Linked DNA regions of Mus musculus: regions 2, 3, 4, 5 and 6 are each linked to region 1. The links are chromatin contacts, called in public Hi-C, HiChIP or PLAC-seq and promoter capture Hi-C maps. All regions are on one chromosome and are shown on one strand. The core of a region is the stretch at or near the end of the contact, and the rest is flanking DNA. Distances in the headings are between cores, read along the strand shown. Region 1 holds the start of Car3 (carbonic anhydrase 3). Region 2 has its middle 99 kb from the start of Slc7a12. Region 3 has its middle 48 kb from the start of Gm9733. Region 4 has its middle 85 kb from the start of Gm33819. Region 5 has its middle 2.9 kb from the start of Gm33819. Region 6 has its middle 29 kb from the start of Gm33819.

Evidence for each region. Promoter capture Hi-C pulls out the DNA fragments that hold promoters and counts their contacts. Hi-C and Micro-C count contacts between places; a contact is called where the count stands out from the background. HiChIP or PLAC-seq counts read pairs in DNA pulled down with a chosen protein or histone mark.
Region 2: a Hi-C map of differentiating embryonic stem cells shows a contact between it and region 1, with 6 times the contacts expected there. The contact joins the enhancer-like site here to the promoter of Car3 in region 1. A contact is called at or near these places in 6 of 39 promoter capture datasets (the 3T3-L1 cell line, the C10 cell line, embryonic stem cells and 2 more), 3 of 15 datasets of contacts at CTCF or cohesin (embryonic stem cells, large pre-B cells and pro-B cells), 32 of 484 Hi-C or Micro-C datasets (B cells, the Ba/F3 cell line, the C2C12 cell line and 15 more), 9 of 115 datasets of contacts at active chromatin or transcription factors (bone marrow-derived dendritic cells, embryonic stem cells, epiblast stem cells and 2 more) and 1 of 9 other capture datasets (embryonic stem cells).
Region 3: a promoter capture Hi-C map of pre-B cells shows a contact between it and region 1. The contact joins the enhancer-like site here to the promoter of Car3 in region 1. A contact is called at or near these places in 5 of 39 promoter capture datasets (the C10 cell line, the HPC-7 cell line, cranial neural crest and 2 more), 2 of 15 datasets of contacts at CTCF or cohesin (large pre-B cells and pro-B cells), 3 of 115 datasets of contacts at active chromatin or transcription factors (embryonic basal ganglia, embryonic stem cells and large pre-B cells) and 3 of 9 other capture datasets (adipose tissue, embryonic stem cells and liver).
Region 4: a contact with region 1 is called in a Hi-C map of the G1E-ER4 cell line, with 4 times the contacts expected there. The contact joins the enhancer-like site here to the promoter of Car3 in region 1. A contact is called at or near these places in 28 of 39 promoter capture datasets (the 3T3-L1 cell line, 3T3-L1-derived adipocytes, the C10 cell line and 16 more), 9 of 15 datasets of contacts at CTCF or cohesin (CD8 T cells, the NIH/3T3 cell line, embryonic stem cells and 5 more), 210 of 484 Hi-C or Micro-C datasets (the 63-12 cell line, the AML12 cell line, the AtT-20 cell line and 102 more), 39 of 115 datasets of contacts at active chromatin or transcription factors (the 230-238 cell line, CD8 T cells, the HPC-7 cell line and 22 more) and 4 of 9 other capture datasets (adipose tissue, embryonic stem cells, liver and 1 more).
Region 5: a contact with region 1 is called in an H3K27ac HiChIP or PLAC-seq map of embryonic stem cells, with 7 times the contacts expected there. The contact joins the enhancer-like site here to the promoter of Car3 in region 1. A contact is called at or near these places in 11 of 39 promoter capture datasets (the C10 cell line, cranial neural crest, embryonic stem cells and 7 more), 2 of 15 datasets of contacts at CTCF or cohesin (CD8 T cells and the NIH/3T3 cell line), 3 of 484 Hi-C or Micro-C datasets (bone marrow-derived macrophages, embryonic stem cells and nephron progenitors), 15 of 115 datasets of contacts at active chromatin or transcription factors (bone marrow-derived macrophages, craniofacial prominence, embryonic basal ganglia and 8 more) and 5 of 9 other capture datasets (adipose tissue, embryonic stem cells, liver and 2 more).
Region 6: a contact with region 1 is called in a promoter capture Hi-C map of pre-B cells. The contact joins the enhancer-like site here to the promoter of Car3 in region 1. A contact is called at or near these places in 5 of 39 promoter capture datasets (cranial neural crest, embryonic stem cells, hematopoietic stem and progenitor cells and 2 more), 9 of 484 Hi-C or Micro-C datasets (the 63-12 cell line, B cells, CD4 T cells and 5 more), 9 of 115 datasets of contacts at active chromatin or transcription factors (bone marrow-derived macrophages, differentiating embryonic stem cells, embryonic stem cells and 2 more) and 4 of 9 other capture datasets (adipose tissue, embryonic stem cells, liver and 1 more).

The regions. Positions count from the first base shown.
Region 1 is chr3:14,862,176-14,864,885 of GRCm38.p6, reverse strand. It overlaps Car3 (carbonic anhydrase 3), which reads right to left and starts at 1,348. Exons shown (of 7, transcript NM_007606.3): 1 at 1,281-1,348; 2 at 439-636. The coding sequence starts at 1,314. Gm41999 (predicted gene, 41999) reads left to right here and starts at 821. Exons shown (of 4, transcript NR_168331.1): 1 at 821-1,107.
Region 2 is chr3:14,380,623-14,383,332 of GRCm38.p6, reverse strand. No RefSeq gene overlaps it. Among named protein-coding and RNA genes, the nearest start is that of Slc7a12, 99 kb to the left of the region's middle. Within about 2 kb of position 1,407, at least 32 of the 459 cell types and tissues checked have an H3K27ac peak or open chromatin away from gene starts, as enhancers often do. A contact at or near this core is called in differentiating embryonic stem cells and pro-B cells, where this site is marked.
Region 3 is chr3:15,283,007-15,285,716 of GRCm38.p6, reverse strand. No RefSeq gene overlaps it. Among named protein-coding and RNA genes, the nearest start is that of Gm9733, 48 kb to the left of the region's middle. Within about 2 kb of position 1,351, at least 71 of the 459 cell types and tissues checked have an H3K27ac peak or open chromatin away from gene starts, as enhancers often do. A contact at or near this core is called in adipose tissue, pre-B cells and pro-B cells, where this site is marked.
Region 4 is chr3:15,241,224-15,243,933 of GRCm38.p6, reverse strand. No RefSeq gene overlaps it. Among named protein-coding and RNA genes, the nearest start is that of Gm33819, 85 kb to the right of the region's middle. Within about 2 kb of position 1,338, at least 12 of the 459 cell types and tissues checked have an H3K27ac peak or open chromatin away from gene starts, as enhancers often do. A contact at or near this core is called in the G1E-ER4 cell line, bone marrow-derived dendritic cells, extraembryonic ectoderm and 1 more, where this site is marked.
Region 5 is chr3:15,158,873-15,161,582 of GRCm38.p6, reverse strand. No RefSeq gene overlaps it. Among named protein-coding and RNA genes, the nearest start is that of Gm33819, 2.9 kb to the right of the region's middle. Within about 2 kb of position 1,397, at least 14 of the 459 cell types and tissues checked have an H3K27ac peak or open chromatin away from gene starts, as enhancers often do. A contact at or near this core is called in embryonic stem cells, where this site is marked.
Region 6 is chr3:15,127,419-15,130,128 of GRCm38.p6, reverse strand. No RefSeq gene overlaps it. Among named protein-coding and RNA genes, the nearest start is that of Gm33819, 29 kb to the left of the region's middle. Within about 2 kb of position 1,343, at least 14 of the 459 cell types and tissues checked have an H3K27ac peak or open chromatin away from gene starts, as enhancers often do. A contact at or near this core is called in the 63-12 cell line, B cells, pre-B cells and 1 more, where this site is marked.

The DNA.
Region 1 (2,710 bases), core at 99-2,598:
TTAACTCACACAGTGACCCTGCCTTTTCACATTAATTAGCCTCCTTCCATCCGCGAGGAAAGAGAGGACCCATTTTATTTCTTTCATCATGGTTGAATCTGTTCTCCATATCACCAGGAACCATAAAAACGTTGTCTCTCGGTGGTCAGAAAGCCCATGTGGACTCTCTGTCCTCCCCTGGGGATCCACACTCTGTCTCTGGAGTGTTTTGCTAACTTTTAGCTTGGGCATATGGCCATTTTGCAGCAACGAGAGGGTGTGACATTCCTCTTCATTGTGTGAATATAGTTCTCCACAACTAAAGCCAAGTCTAAAGTCATCTCCATTTCAGGGATAAACTTCTCCCGCTTCCCATAATTCTGTTACCGTGTCACAAATTGCGTCTTGCCATTAGATACTGAACACACTCACGTGACCCTGCCGAAGGGCTATACTTACTAGACCTGTCATAAGTATCATCAAACACAACTCTGCAGGTCTTCCCATTGTTCAGGATGGTCTTAGCAGAGCCAGGGTCATAAGATGCTGACCAGGGCTGCAGAGAGGGGTCATGCTTGATGTCTTTAGTATGCAGTTCAATGGGTGACTGGTTGTCCCCTTTGGCAATTGGATAAAGTTCATGCCAGTGATCAGGACCTAGGAAGTAAATGGAAGAGAATTTATTCATTTAATAGTACAGCTCAAGGCCTCTATTTAGTGAACTGTGCCAGCAAAGTGTACAGAAGCCAAAGAGTGACTGCAGAAAGGTCTCTGGTTCAGATTGAGCAACACAGCACTTTGATTTCAAACCTATTTAGAAGCTTGCTTACCTATGCTCAAAGAGCGTTCCAATCTCCACATTCCCTCCCCTGGCTTGAGAACCATGTAGCCAGAAAAGCTTATCTTTGAAATGAACCACAGATCGATCATATATTTTTTGGAGTACTTTGCAGCTTGGAAGGGATATTTTCTTCTTTTTCCCAAGGCTGACTTGGTCAAAGCAAATATTGTTACCGGACCCCAAGCTCAAAGAGGCTCACTTCTCAGTTTCACAGAAAAAATTCAACTGGACCTGACTTCTGGCTGAGTGACTTCTCAGACACATCATCGGACCTTAAGCTAGTTATAGTGAGTATGTCTCTGAGCTTCAGGTTCCTCCGTGGAAAGGAAAACAGTGAGTCGTGTTAAAGACCAGCAGCATGGAACACCAGAAAGTTTTCACTATATGCTAGTTCTTAAGGATTCCTCCCTGCACACCTGTGCAATGCAGATACACCCTGTTGTGTCCTGGCCCCACTCACCATTGTGGCTGGCGTAGCCCCACTCCTTAGCCATGGTCACCTTTCGTGTTTCTCAGCGCTGGACAGCTCCTGCTCTTTCTTGCTCCTGTTGTCCGGCAAGGTCTCCAAGAGTTCGCTCTTTTATATAGATCTCCTGCAGTGTGCATGACCTTATTAGGTCAGCGGTGAGGCAGGGGGCTAAACTGGATTGGGGTGGTACTCAGAAGGCCGGGGGCGGGAGAAGCCAATGAATTACAAGAGCTGGACAGCTGTCCGGGTGAGAGGGTAGCAGGAGGGGGCAGGGAGGAGGCGCGGAGGGGGAACGGAGGGGGACAGAGCCCCCCCTTTCTTGGCTCTGCAAGAGCCCTGGCTCCTTCCTTTGTTCACTTTGCAGGCTACCAAGCAGCTGAGCTTTCTAAGATCTCCCGCTTTGGCTGGTTCCCTCCAGTTTTCCTGCACTTGGGGGTCTGGAGGAGCAGCCGGCTCATGCTGCAGTCTGGTGTTACTTAGCAACTAAAAGTTGCACCCGCGGCTCTTGCAGCCTCTCTCAGAAGACTTTTAACTCAGAATGGAGGACCCGCTGCAGTCTCCGGATGCTGGGGTTCCTTTCCCTGCAGGAATCCGGTTAGGACGGAAAGAACTCCTCTGATCCTCTGACTAGTGCGTGATTCTCCTACGGAAAACCTGTAAAATTCTGGGAATAGAGATGAGGAGGAGTCTGGGAGTGCCCGCTTTCCAGTCCCGGTATCCTTAAGGGATGAGTCTGTAAGGTAGACTGCTTAGGCGTCACACCAGTCTAGCTTAGTTTGTCTAGTACGACTCAGGAGCACAGCACTGGATCCCTGGCCAGGGAGGGACTCTGCACCCTAGCCTCAGTCAGCAGCAGTCTGGGACAGAGCCACAGAGCTTTGCTCTGTTCATCTCAGGGCACCAAGGATACCCGAAGTTGAAAGGGTACAGTCAAAAATGAGTACACTACATAAAATTTTCACTTTCTAAGACATAATTAGAGACAAGGAAAAAAAGGAAAAGGTCTATGAAATCGGTTTGGGAGCCGGCTGCGCGGGGCGGGGCGGGGGGGGGGAGCTCGTGTCTTTTCTCTCAGTTTTAATGTGTTTTGTAATGCAATAAACCACATAAACAGAGACTAAAACTGGCATATCCCACTTGTGCATGACAAAGGTATAATTAGAAATATCTGGTTATGGCTCACATGAAAGAAGCCGGTATAATAGATGTTTGCAATTCTATGTATCTATTATGAAAAAAAAAATCTTGTTTGGGCAAGAATATCTTGAGACCAGAAAGATACACCGTATCTTGGAAATGTCTTGAACAAGATCTCTGCAAGCATTTTCTTATAACTTTTACTTTTATAAAAATGACGTTTTCATTTTGCTTTTCCTCGTGGGTAACAAAACCTGAGAAGGAAATCTCTCATCATGGCAACG
Region 2 (2,710 bases), core at 158-2,657, 480 kb after region 1:
GTGGAAATAGTGAATTTTTTTTTTCATTTAGGAATGGAGAGCAACCCATGTCAGAGTACCCCAAAGTCTAGAGTTTGCCTGACCTCCTTAGGCATCAAGTTCCCTCTTTGATGGGCAAGGAAGATCCTAATGAATTCCTGAACAAGCATTTACATTTATCAGTCATCCAGATCTTGGATTAGTCAATTCTGGGTCTAACCTTGGGTCGGGTAGCTGGGATGGACACTTTTTGATGCAGCATAGCCCAGGGTAGAGCTGTGTTCTAGCCACTCCTGAGGGTTCCTCTGAACCCCACGTCCTCATTCCTCTCCAGCGCAGACACAGACCCTTCTCCTATCACCCCATCTTTCTCTAGTAACCTTCATTATCTTGCCCAGCCCATCCAGGCCCCAAGGTAAGGAGCAGAGGGGAGAAGGGGAAGGGCTGGGCCTTGATGCTCCCCAAGACGGAAGGGACAAGGCTGTACATCGATTCTCTGCAAGGGCTGTAGGCATGGGCTGTTGAAGCTGATTTATCATCTGATCAATAAAGCAATTTAGAACTGAACTCTTTCCTCATCTGTCTGTGGGGGTCCTAGGGACCCAGGGAGCCAGGGCTGGATTTGGCAAGGCCTAGTTGAAATGAACCAAAGGCAATCACTCTGGAGTTTTCTAAGGTCTGTTTACTTTGTGGTATTGGTTCTAAGGAAACCAAATGATCAAAGGCCACCACCTTCCCCTATTTGCCCTCCACCCCATCTCAGGATGCGGGGATTTTGTGGACTTGGCTTTTGAAAGGCTCAGTTATGTCCTGACAATGTACTCAGCACTTCAGCTTTTGCAAAGCCCCTTGTAAAGAGAAATTCAGCTAGAGGACTTTTTGTATCAACTCCAGAGATCTCACTTCTTGGAAGTGTGTGTGTGTGTGTGTGTGTGTGTGTGTGTGTGTGTGTGTGTGTGTGTGTGTGTATGGTGGGGAGAGGCAGCTAGCCATCTGCTTTTCTGCTAGGGCCTCACAACCAGCTGTACGGAAGAGCAGGCTTGGAAAATAGGCTTGTCTGAAGGGTTGTAGTGTTGTTCATCTTAGGTACACCTACTGTACCCAGAGCTATGCTGTGTCAATCCATGAAAATGCGCCCTCACTGAGTTTTTCAAAACAGTGAGTGGAATTTAACCAATAGGTTTTATGCTTTTATTAGCCAGAGGATCAGGCCAGCAATGCTCCAACATTGGACCTACAACACCTGCCCAACAGCTGGAGATCAAAGAGTGTTAGCCCTAAGTGGCCCTGACAATTCTCAAACATGGCTCAAGACCTACAGGAAATTCTCAGGGAGGTTTGTGCGCAGAGGACAATGGTTTATTCCATAAACACAAATGGATCCTCCTACCTGGACGGGACACACAGAATACCATGATCCAAAGGTGGAGACAGGCTGCCCTCTGCTGGCTGCGGAGGCCCAGCACAGTACCATCAGGCCAGCCCTAGTACTCTGTCTCACTTTTCCCCATTGACCTTCTCACAATCACGCAGTGCAGAAGGGACTTCACACATCATTTATTTATACACAGTGAAGCTCGGGTACCAGCAGATGGCCGTAATTGCGTAGGGCGTGGGGAGCCACAGAGATTTGCAGGCGTCGAGTTTGCTCTGTACGGATCGACACCAGGTGGCGCTGTGGGGTCAAGGCCAAAGGCAGCCACTCCGTTTTTCTTTTTCTTTTTTAAATTTCATGTTATTTTTGTTAGCTACTCCCGTTCTGCTGTGGGTGTTGATGACCCAGTGCTTCCGCGAGCACATCTAATGTCCCCGGAAAGAGGTGTGCTCTAACACTGACCTGTGGCATACCAAAGCACAAGAATGACCCAAAGGAGAGAAACTGACAGAGTCCCCCTTTTTTTCCATTTAAGGGCGACCTGGACATGGTCCAGGATGCCCGTAGGGGAAAGAATGGCATAAAGGACTCCCAGTTGCATGAGTGTCCTGGCCGTTTAGGTGTGGTGGAAGAAAGCTGCCTGTTCTGATGGAAGTCGTGGCTCCATCAGTCTTCCTTCAAGACCACAAGTCTGGGTCATCTAAAAGGGTGGCTTCCATGGGACATCAGTCTTCAGAGATGAGGGAGAATGTGTTTGGAGATTAAGGCAGGAAGAACGTGAGTTCAAAGCCAATCTTGCTACAGAATAACCTTGCTACAAAAATGTGTGTGTGTGTGTGTGTGTGTGTGTGTGTGTTGCTATTAGATGTTTAAGTAATCCCCAAATCAAGAGTACATACTTTGTGAAGCTACAGTCCCCAACATCCTTAGGCCCTGGTAAGGGTGGGGGTAGTTTGAGAAATAGAACACAGACCCTTGGGAACCAGTCATTGGATGGTTCTAACTCCCTTCCTCCAGTCCCTGGTCCTGCCTTCAAACACACACACACACACACACACACACACACACACACACACACACACACACACCTGTTACTAAAACCATTGCAGGGTGTGGAGGGATGCTTTTAAAATAGATCCCAGATCCACCCTATAGATTCTGATCAGGTCGGGATGGGACATGGGAAACTATTTGAAAAGTGCTTGCCTGAGATGATGCTCATACTGGAGCCCTTGGAGTCTATGCCAGCTTTGCCAGCCTTGCCAGTTGGTCTTACAGCAAGGGAGCCCTTCCCTCTGCAGCTCACTTGCCTTAGGACTAATGGTTACAGGAACTTCTGGAGCTGTTTGTAACCAG
Region 3 (2,710 bases), core at 102-2,601, 420 kb before region 1:
GAATATTTCTTTAAGTGCTACTCTGCCATGGGAGATTCCTCTTTGTGAATTCTCTGTTTAGGCACTCCCTTGGTTTGACCTTAGGGACCCTGGGTTTCCTCCTTGAGAGGTGTCCTTGGCACATCACTTAGGCTTTAGAAAGTTGTGTGCAGCATACTGAGACCCGCTATTCTGACGCATAAGAGACTGTTATATGCCAGCTTGCTGTTCTAACATTTCTATCAAGGGAAAAATCACAAATATTTTTGGTTGTTTTAAAGCCTATACTTGGTATTTCAGATGCCAATACCCATATCAAAACAATTAAAGGAATCTGGAGCCAAGATTTCTTTCAGTTTGGTAGGTAATTCTAAAGATAGCCAGGTAAACAGCCAGCAATCTTTGCCAGGGTTTAGTCTCAATAAGAGTTGGGGGTAATCAAAGACTAGAGATACCTGATAGGTAAATAACAAAACACATTGACTGAGAAGCTGACAGGCTTGTTCATTTCCATGAGATCTTTCTGAACTCAGGAGTCAGAATACTCATATAGATGTGACTCAGCCTCAGTCTTTTATTGAAATCACAAAAGGAGGTTGGGTTACAACGTTCACTGGTGCGGTGGGTAAATGCTTCTCTATTTTCTTGTGCCAATATTTTCTTGTGATACAGAGTAGTACAGATTTAGAACAGAAAAAAGGGAACCATAAAATCTCAAACACAAGTTTTGCAGGAAGCACTTTTTTTTATATATATTTCCCCAACCACTAGTCCCCAGTGAGGTTGGGGTGGGGGGCAGCGGTATTGCAGTTGCAGTCAGTATCTTCAGACATGTGTGGGACAGTATTGTTTTATAAAAGGGCAAAAATGAGGTCATCCTGATAACCTTGCAGTCTTCAGGACTCTCTACCTGTCTATCTAGAAAAACATTCTCACTTGACCTGTATGGAGAATTCCTACAGGGCTACTATCATCCTCCCTGAACCCAAGGAAGCCATTGCTGACTTTCTGGGAAATATTTGTATGCTATTCCATCCTCAGTTTTGTAATAAAAAATGTCCTGTTTTTAATATGCAGAACTGAGACTAAGACTGGGGGAACAGCTGCAGATTTACTCATCTCTGCCCGCAGCTCTAGGTTACTTTCATTTCCATCTCGAGCGAGTGACTGTAACACACATTTCTCTCAAATTCATGAACAAATTTCACTTTAATACTATCAGTAACATCTAGTTTTTGGATATTAAGCAGCCTCCTACTAGGTCTTGCCAGGTCACCAAATAATGAAGGAAGAAGGAAAGAGAAGGAACAGTAAATAGATAAGGAGAATGATACGTACTAATAATGGTTGCAGGAAAAACATCACGAGGTACCTGCGACAAGGGCCTCTCAGTGCTCATACTGGCACCCAGAAGAGGCCATACCTCATGTTCTGAGACACAGTACCCCCAGCAGTTTTTTTTTCCTCGTCATCAGGGGTCCTAGGCATCTCAAGCTTAATGTGGCATGTCTCCAACAAATCTCAACTAAACTTCATTAATATCTAAGGCCTAGAGAGGGAAAGTGAAAAGTACAACATCACATGCCCCCTTAGTAACACAGTTCACAGTGATAAACCTTTCCTAAAGGTCAGTATGTTGTATAACTTTACTACTTCTGTAGAGCCGATCTATATACTGTGCTAGCAGGAAGTAGGTATCAAGTGTGGGCCCTGTGTAGAAGGTCTTTTCTGGGTACTTGACAAAGAGTAGCAATGCCTGGATGTATATCTAGGCATTCCTTCCTCTCTCCCGAAAACTACTACAAATCTGATGCTCTTATGACCCTGATATTACCATTATAGTATGTGTATGGTTTCTCTTTCCTCAAGAAATACCTAGCAGGGACAATGGCTGTCATCATCATAGAAAGGAAACTGAGGAGTCCGCAGAGAGTAAGGTTTTTCTCATTCCATGGCTTCCTGATGCCACAGTCTTAGCACTTGGGTAGTCATAGCACTCTGGAAAAGTGGGCACTGGAACCACATTCTGTAGAAATAGAAACTAAGGGTCAGGTTGAACAAGTTATCTGCCTTATTACAACCATGATATGCTGACTGGTTTTTGGTGTCTTGCTATGGCAGGTAATACACGGAGGCCCAGGCTTTCCTTCTTAAGGATCTCTGATCAACACCATGCTACAGATGATATTGAGACTGAAACAGAGACTGTTTCATCTTGCTTGACCTGTCTCAGAGGCCATGTTCTGTGCCCTCCGTTTCATTTCCCACAGAAACCAACTATCCTTACACTGAGCCCTGCCACTTATATCACTCTACTTCCCCCCATGCACACCCCCAATCAGACATGAGGTATTCTCTGCCAAATGTCTACTTTAGGTAGCTTTGGGCATAACAGGCTTTGTTCCAGGGGCCTCAGGCGCCTGAAGAAACTCATTTATTTAATTCTTCTTCACATTTTTGAGACTGTATGCAGGAGGCAGTTCTATTCTGTGGCTGCTGCTCAGAGAATACGCTATGCAGAAATAATTGCATGTATGCTGTGTTAATTAATGAGGGAGAGTGCTGTAGTGATCTCTTACCTATTTCTTACCATCTCACAAGTCCAGTGCTCTTTATGAACCTCAGGGTCTTCTTCTCTAAGGGAAGAAGTAACCTCTCTCCCATAGAACATGCTTATAAAAAATGAAATAACAAAGATATGATACATAGTGGCACTCCTTCCACCTACATT
Region 4 (2,710 bases), core at 89-2,588, 380 kb before region 1:
GGCTCCAAGATCTAAAGGTCTTGAGAAATTAATCTGTGATTTGTATGTTTTCCATGACTGTTCCTTCCTTGTGCAGTTTGTGACTTAACTGAGAACTTACCCACAGCAGGGTTGCTTCCCACGGCTTTCGTGTAAACATCCTGGCTGTGAACACAGCCTCATGGCGTGTGGTCACAGTCAATTTTATAGGTCTGGACCAGCACCAAGGATCACTTCTGCTTCCATGAGGCTTGACATGGTCAGTGACCCTTCTGTCCCACATTCAAACAAGTCAGGATTTGATGTTCTGAGCAATTCTCCGTTTGTGTCCTTTTGACACTGTCCTGGAGCTTAAAGGAGGATAGACTTAACCTTTACCTTAGTTCTTGAACATTTCTCAGTGTGTTCCCATCTCCCATTTCATGGGCCAGCACACCTTACTGTCCAGCACTGAGGCCTCAGTAAAACTCGGACTCAGTTTTTCTTGGCCTTTATAGGTTTACTTTTTCCCCCATGGCTCTGGCATCAATATTTGATTTCTTTTAAAGTGTACTTTTCTAGTTTGCACTCAGGCCTTCCTTTGTGCATATATGTAGAATTGTCCTGTTTGGAAAGAGTGTTTTGTTTTGGTTTGGTTTGGTTTGGTTTTGCCTTTGTTTTTGTTTTTCTTTCTCCTAGTGGCCCAGTCAGCTCTGTGGCTTTGAAGTCAACTGTTACCACTGGGAAAGGAAACCTTCACTGAGAAAGATAAATGATGGAAAAATAAACAACATTGGGCTTAGGTATTATGAGTTGTTCTGCCTTCTGTCTCTCTATGCTGTCCCATTGCATCCTAAGAAACAGTCATCAGGCCTAGCAAACCTCACTCTAAAATTACCCTACAAGTTCACCTACAAGGTTCATTTTCTTTCCTCTTTATGGACTTTGTAAACTTGCCTGTATTTCTTAGTATCTTTTATTTATTTATTTATTTATTTATTTATTGACATCAGGGTTGTCTCCTTCAAACCCATTTCTGTTTGAAATTGCTTTCTGAAGCACAGCATGGATCTCTCCTCAAAAGCCTCCAAACCATAAAGGGGAAGGGCAGAAATTCATTAGGGGTAAACAAGGGTTGTATAGATTTTGGGAAATGGTAGGGATTTCCAGGGTAGGTATATGTTATTGGCTAGGACTGAGATGCCTGAAATGCTTCACTTACATGAGGAAGAACACCAAGAACCTGCTGGGCAGCTTCTTATCAGAGAGAGGAAGTTAAACCTGTAATCTGCCAAAGGCTACAAGACTTTCCTGAGGTGTTGGGGGTTATGGGCAGGAAGGGCTGATTGGTCATAGCACAGTACCTAATTATCATATAGCCAGAGGGGCTAAGTAGGACTTACCTGCTGAATCATGCATCACTGGCAGGAAGCTTTCTGTGGAGGTCATCCTGTAGATAAGGTCAGGCAACTGTGCTTAGAGACACTCTCCTGATAAGGTCATGCAGAGAAACAGAAGCCCCACTGTCAAAAGGAGTCCTTCATTTTGCCCCTAGCTCAGAGAGGTTATCAGGTCATGGTAGACTACATCTACTTTTTTTTTTAATTAGATATTTTCTTTAGTTACATTTCAAATGTTAGCCCCTTTCCTGGTTCCCCTCCAAAAACCCCTTCCCACTGCTCACCAACCCACCCACTCCCTCTTCCTGGCCCTGGCATTCTCCTACGCTGGGGCATAGAGCTTACACAGGACTAAGGGCCTCTCATTTGAAGATCAACTAGGCCATTCTCTGCTACATATGCAGCTGGCGTCATGAGTCCCACCATTTGTACTCTTTAGTTGGTGGTTTAATCCCTGGGAGCTCTGGGAGTATTGGTTAGTTCATATTATTGTTCCTCCTATGGAGTTCCTACATAGGAAGATAGGGAGGAGAAGTGTTTCATTAGGACAACTATAACTACATTTCTTACATGTATCTTATGAGGGTTTCAAATTCTATAACATGTCAGACACCACAACAGAGCTCTAGGAAGACATGATAATTTATTCATACTTTTTGTTGCTGGGCCAGATAACCTAGAGAAGCAATTCAAAGTAATATTGTCTTATGACTTTGGATGTTTTTGTCCAAGACAAGCTGAATTTATTGTTTTAAGTTTTTGTGGCAGCAACATTATGAGACAGAAAGTATCTCTTTTATGATAATTCTGAAGCAGAAAGACAGATCCTTCCCTCAAAAGCCATGTCCCCAAAATCCCAGTTCCCTCAACCAGTTCATCTTCCCCATCACTTCCCAGTCAAGGCATCAGAGTTAATCCACCCATGAAAACCATTCATTATCCAGTTGCTTCCCCAAAGCCCCACATCTGAACAAGCTTCAGGAAACAGCACAATGTAGCATTTCAAATCAAACAAGCTTTTAATTTTCTGTCTGTAATTTAGCTCTGAGAGTATGTGACTTTAGAATCTCAGGTCTCTCTTCTTGGAGAAATATAGGAGTATTATTTACTTCATGGAGTTTCAAAGGTCGACTGAGATACGTAAACTCCTATTTGGAAAAGTTAATACAAATAAACTAACAAAAAGTCCAAAGTTCAAAACGTATTTGGAATACAATAGTCTTTCATCCAAGGATCCTGAATCGGTTAGTGTTTAATCTGAAAGTGATCTCACTGGAAATTCACTGGCATTGGGAATTAGTATTGTTTTCTTGCATCTGTATTAAGTAACAAATATACAACCTACAAAGAAA
Region 5 (2,710 bases), core at 148-2,647, 300 kb before region 1:
TGTTTCACCCCAGATTGTGTCAGAAATTTAGGCTGGAAAAGAAAAGTCCAAGTTCATGGGTTATAATAGGTAGGGAAGAGTAAATATAAAATTATCAGATCATGTTTACTCTATGTATTTACTATGTGCCTGGACTGCTTAGACATTTGTCAGGAAAAGCAAAAATTTAAGTCTTAATCTTGATAAGGAAGGGGAAAGAAAGAAATGGAAAGAGAGAGGAGCAGACAAAAGGGGAAAAGAAAGAGGGAGATATTAAGCAATGATGGTTTTTGATTAGATTAAATATACTTCAAGTGTAGCTCAAAGTCACATTAGAAAGACTGCCTTTGAAACTGTTACTAATTAAATTATTAGTATAATCATCATACTGAGAGTCATTTCAGGGATAAATAAAATTCTCAGGTAAAATTGTAGAAAATTGTATAGCCTCTGGAAAATATGTACAAGTTCCAGAGGTGATGTCTGCCTTAGCAGCCGAATATAACGACCTAGTGTAACAAAGGACCATGATGGCTTCAACAAATAATCAAACATTGCTTATCTCTTAATGACTTCTTTCTCTTTTCCCTCAGCATACCTGGATTGATGTTTGGTAAACTAACCAAGGAGATTCCTATGACCTTGGGAATCCATCTTCACTGAGATTATTGTGGATCCAAGAACCAAACAAAGGTAAAGAAAAGAAACAGGATCAGTGGACATAGATCTATGGGTAACTGTCTAAATGCTGTTGGACCCAGTTCACTTCTGTGTCTTATTTTTGTGGAATTTTGCCACAGTAGACAACTGTAATGAATTCAAATGCAACCTAAGAAATATTTTTTTGTTTGTGTCTTGTTCCTTGTCTGCTTGCTTTGTTTATTACAGAATCTATTTCCAGCAAATCATGTAGTGGTACCTAACAATTCCTGCATGGTGTTTAAACCATTGTGTAGTGGCCCCATGCTATGTCATGGTGCTGTGTGCATTTTGGGAGTGCCAGCTGTGTTTCTGCATCCTTAGCTTCCTCGCTTTCAGAGTGTCCAGACTCTACTGCATACCAGACTGGAAGGCTGAAGCAGAGTATGAAATGGGAGGGGTTCTACAGGATCCTGCTCTGGCTGGCAGGGAGTATAGGGGGTAAGGGGGTGAGGGAAAAAGGCCTTATCTGAGAGTCTTCAATGAAACAGTTCTATCAGACAATCTTAGCTTGTGTATATCCCTTTATTCTTATGCATATCTCTTTATTTGGGGTGGGCTTGTATGTGTACACTTATTTGGGGTAAACCAGGGATATATATGGACTTTGGGGAGTGGGAATTAGTTTTCAGAGTAAATGAAAATCACTGGCTAGAGTTTACAGTTCTATGAAGCCCTCCTTTGGATGGAGAAGCATTCCAGGAATTCCAGGTACTTGCTGGACTGGTTCTTATCTGGAAAAGAGGAAGTTGAAAAGAGGAAGGTCACTCAAGGACTACTCAACCCCCCCACACCGCCCCACCCCCACCCCCACTCCCCAGTAGACAGTGGGTGCCGCAGACCCTCTGGGTCCCTGTGTCTGCGTGGAACGGGGTCTCTCGACACGGGTGGGCAAAGCGTGGATGAATGACAGACAGACACACACACAGGAGAGTTTGTGTGGAATCTGAATGTAATTTTTCAAATCGAACATCAGACTTTTTATGCAGAAGACAACAAGGTAGTTGGGTGACATACCCACAAGGTACAAATGAGGTAACCGGATGCTTAATGACTCTTACACAGAACAGAGGAAATGAAAACGCAAAGACTGGCAGGAACTAGGCAATAAAATAACTGAGACAGAGTCAGCTCTATCTAAGGTCAGCTATAGTCTTAGAAGCCAGGTGTGAGAACTTTTCACTTCTAGGGCAAGGGCTTTCACACCCAAGTCATGGTTCTAACTAGGGAGTTCCGTTCTAGCTAACCATCTCATAAATAATGCAGTACTCTAAAACCACAGCCGGATCTACTTCCTAAACCATTGTAAATTCCTGTATATAGGTGTAATTTAGCTATAATTCTAAATATCTATTCTGGTTTCTCCTACGGTCAGAAACTTCTTACTTCCTTAGTGATGGTAAATTCCTGTGAAGGGCAGTGACCTAACTTTTCCTCAAAGAGATAGTGTAATACCAGGGGCAGTACTGAATTCCAAGCCCAAGGTCTTGCTAAGGACGAACTAGGACTGTTGGAACACTGGCGGACGGCTTTAGCTATGTCAGAATTCAATCTTAAAAGGCACTTATGATAGGAAAATATTGAAAGAAAGCACGTGGATCCATGCACTAGACTAATGCGGGAATGGAACGCAGGAATGAAAAATTACTGTATGGGTAGGGAACGCTAGACTCCAGGAGGAGAGCTTCCTTGAAACTCTTTTGCCTCATGAGTGACTTTTAAGCTTTTCAGCTTGTCCAGTTGACTCGACCGGAGAGCGGAGAGCGTAGCAAGTGGGGGTTTGGGCTGCCCAGACAAGGTCAGAGAAGAAGTCCTGCTGGTAAAGTGACTCACCCAGTTTGTTCAGAGCTCAGAGAGCTATCTGGACAATAGTAGACTGAGAGTTTATTTAGCAGAGTCCAACATCATGGTTGCTCTTGTGACAGGTGGAATACAGCAGAAGGGTTGGGTGGGATATCTGTACTTAGAGGATATCAGGACCTGGATTTTTAAAATTATCTTATTCCATCTTTTGGACCGATCACTCAGAAGC
Region 6 (2,710 bases), core at 94-2,593, 270 kb before region 1:
TGACAGGCATATTAGGTAATCCTGTAAAGCCGATGAACATCAATACTTCTACAACCAAGTGAATGACACCTTGAAATGAAATCTATGACAGCGATACTGAACAGTAAATGACAGAAAGGACTCTTGTCTGGGAGGCTTGTCTGTGACACCAGCAGCACACTCAGCCTGCCTTCTGCAAGCCAGCCTGCCTGTTCCAAGGCTGCAGGGGTTTGAATGACAACATATATTTGCATACATGGTCCCCAGTTGGTGAAACTGTGTGGGAAGCCGCCCTCACATTTGCCATTACAAGATGGCGCTGACAGCTGTGTTCTAAGTAGTAAACATAATCTGCACACGTGCAGGGGCAGTTTTCCCGCCATGTGTTCTGCCTTTCTCGTGATGACAACTGGGCCGATGGACTGCAGCCAATCAGCGAGTAATACGTCCTAGGTGGAGGATAATTCTCCTTAAAAGGGACGGGGTTTTGCCATTCTTTCTCTCTCTTGCTCTCTTGTTCTTGCTTTTTCTTGCTCTTGCTTTCTTGTTCTTGTTCTTTTTCTTGCTTTCTTGCTTGCTCTCTTGCTCTGGCTCTTGCTCTCTTGCGCTCTGGCTCCTAAAGATGTAAGCAATAGAACTCTTGCTCTTGCTCTCTTGCTCTCTTGCTCCTGAAGATGTAAGCAATAAAGCTTTGCCGCAGAAGATTCCGGTTTGCTGCGTTCTTCCTGGCCGGTCGCGAGAACGTGTGTAAGAAAACTGTTTAGGAAGTTTTAGGAGGTGAGCCTTGTCGGAGGAGGTGTGTCACTGGGAGTGAGATTTAAGTTTCAAAAGGCCGGGCCATTCCCAGTTAATGCTCTCTGCCTGTGCTTCTGGATCCGATGTTAAGTGCTCAGCCACATGTCAGGACCATGCAGGCCTGCCTGTTTCCATTCTCCTTAATGTGACTTAATGGTTATGGACAGCAATAGAACAGTAACCATGACATAGGGCCTGCATGCTCTCTACTCCCTCACTCTCACCTCATCTACCAGACTGGAGCAGCTGTGATAAAGCATGAACTTGGCTTGGTGCTAAGCAAGTAAAATAAGATCAATGTCCCAAAAGAAACAGAGTAAGAGTAGCCTGCCCTTGGAGACTTTTGGCAGCTACAGAGGTTTAAAGCTTTCAACGAATTTCAAAGACATGGGAATGAAAAAATACATTAAAAAGTCCAAGTTTGTCCCTATTTTAGCCTCAGGAGAAATCAACTACATGTATTAGAATCTGATTTTTCTTTTAGAAGCTCTTTAAATCTGGCCATGTTACAATTAGGCTGAAACACTCCCTTTGCTTCATAGGGATATGGTCAATAGATTTTGTTATAAATGCAATTACTTAAAAGTTAAGAAAGGAGACAAGGCAAGAGCCAAGCCCTCTTTTTGAGGCTGAACAAGGCAACCCAATAGGAGGAATAGAGTTCCAGGAGCAAGCAAAGAATCAGAGATATACTCACTCCCACTGCTAGTAGCTCCTCTTCTCTTATTGCATCTTGTTTTGTTCTGCTTGGCTGTCACCTCTTGGAGGTCTGCTCTTTGTTAAAGAGGAAATGAAGGGGAAGTGGATCTCAGAGAGAAGGGAAGTGGTGGGGAGCTAGAAAGGGTAGAGAGAGAGGAAATTGGCTAGGATATATTGTATGAAAAGAATCTACTTTTAATTTAAAAAGAAAGGAAAAAGTTAAGAAATATTTCTACTTCTAAAAAGAGGAATAATCAGAACAATTCACCAGTTTAAGACTTTGTAGATCTGCCAACCTGTTAGGAGGTAAAATACTAATAGCTTTAAACTATTCCTTGCTATTAATACTCTGTTCACAATACAAACATTGAAAATAAGGATTTGGTGGCCTGGTCACAGTGGGCTTCTACAACATGCCCTGTTCTGAGGCTAGTACCAATATGACCACACCTGAGAACTCTGTGGGTTTTGTGCTCCGACCCTTCGACCTCCCTGGCTTCTAGATACAACTACAATGACATCAGCCACTGCATCCCTGGAGACAGAGCTTGCCTGATGCTCCCTCCTTTCATCCACAATAGGACCTACAATGCTGTGTGAAGAACTGGACCCCAGCTCCTGCTTAACAGCCCCAGACCAGCACAAGAGCAGACAATAAACCCTTCCACTTCAAAAAAACAAACAAAAAACAAAACAAAACAAAACAAAAAAACAACAACAACTCTGTTCACTTGAATTCTCAGACCTGCTAATGATTTTTGCTAAATCTATGTTTCCCAAGACTGCCCTCCCTCCCTCCTACCTTCTCTCCCTTCTTTCTTCAATTCCCCCTCTTATACTTTTTCCCTTTTATTCTTTCCCCTTTTTTCTTTCCTTATTCATTTAATGTAAATATAATAAGTAAGTCTTTTGAAATGGAGTATTTTTCAAAAATATTTCTATTCCTTTAGATCTAATAAGGGAAACAATAGGAATAATTCACACCTATTGTATGACCTCATGAGCATTCTATTGTGACTGTGTAGTTAGAAATCTATACATATAGATTTAAACTGACAGCTAGTGAGATAAGAGATTCCAGGTTTAATATCTAGAAAACAAACCTAATTTCTTCCACATTAAAAACTCATTTGTTCATTCTTCATCTTATTAGGAAGTTGAGTATCTGTGAATTTATAAAAATATAATACATAGTTTCCCACTTATATGTGTTTTTGAAAGCTTAGATAAAACTCCC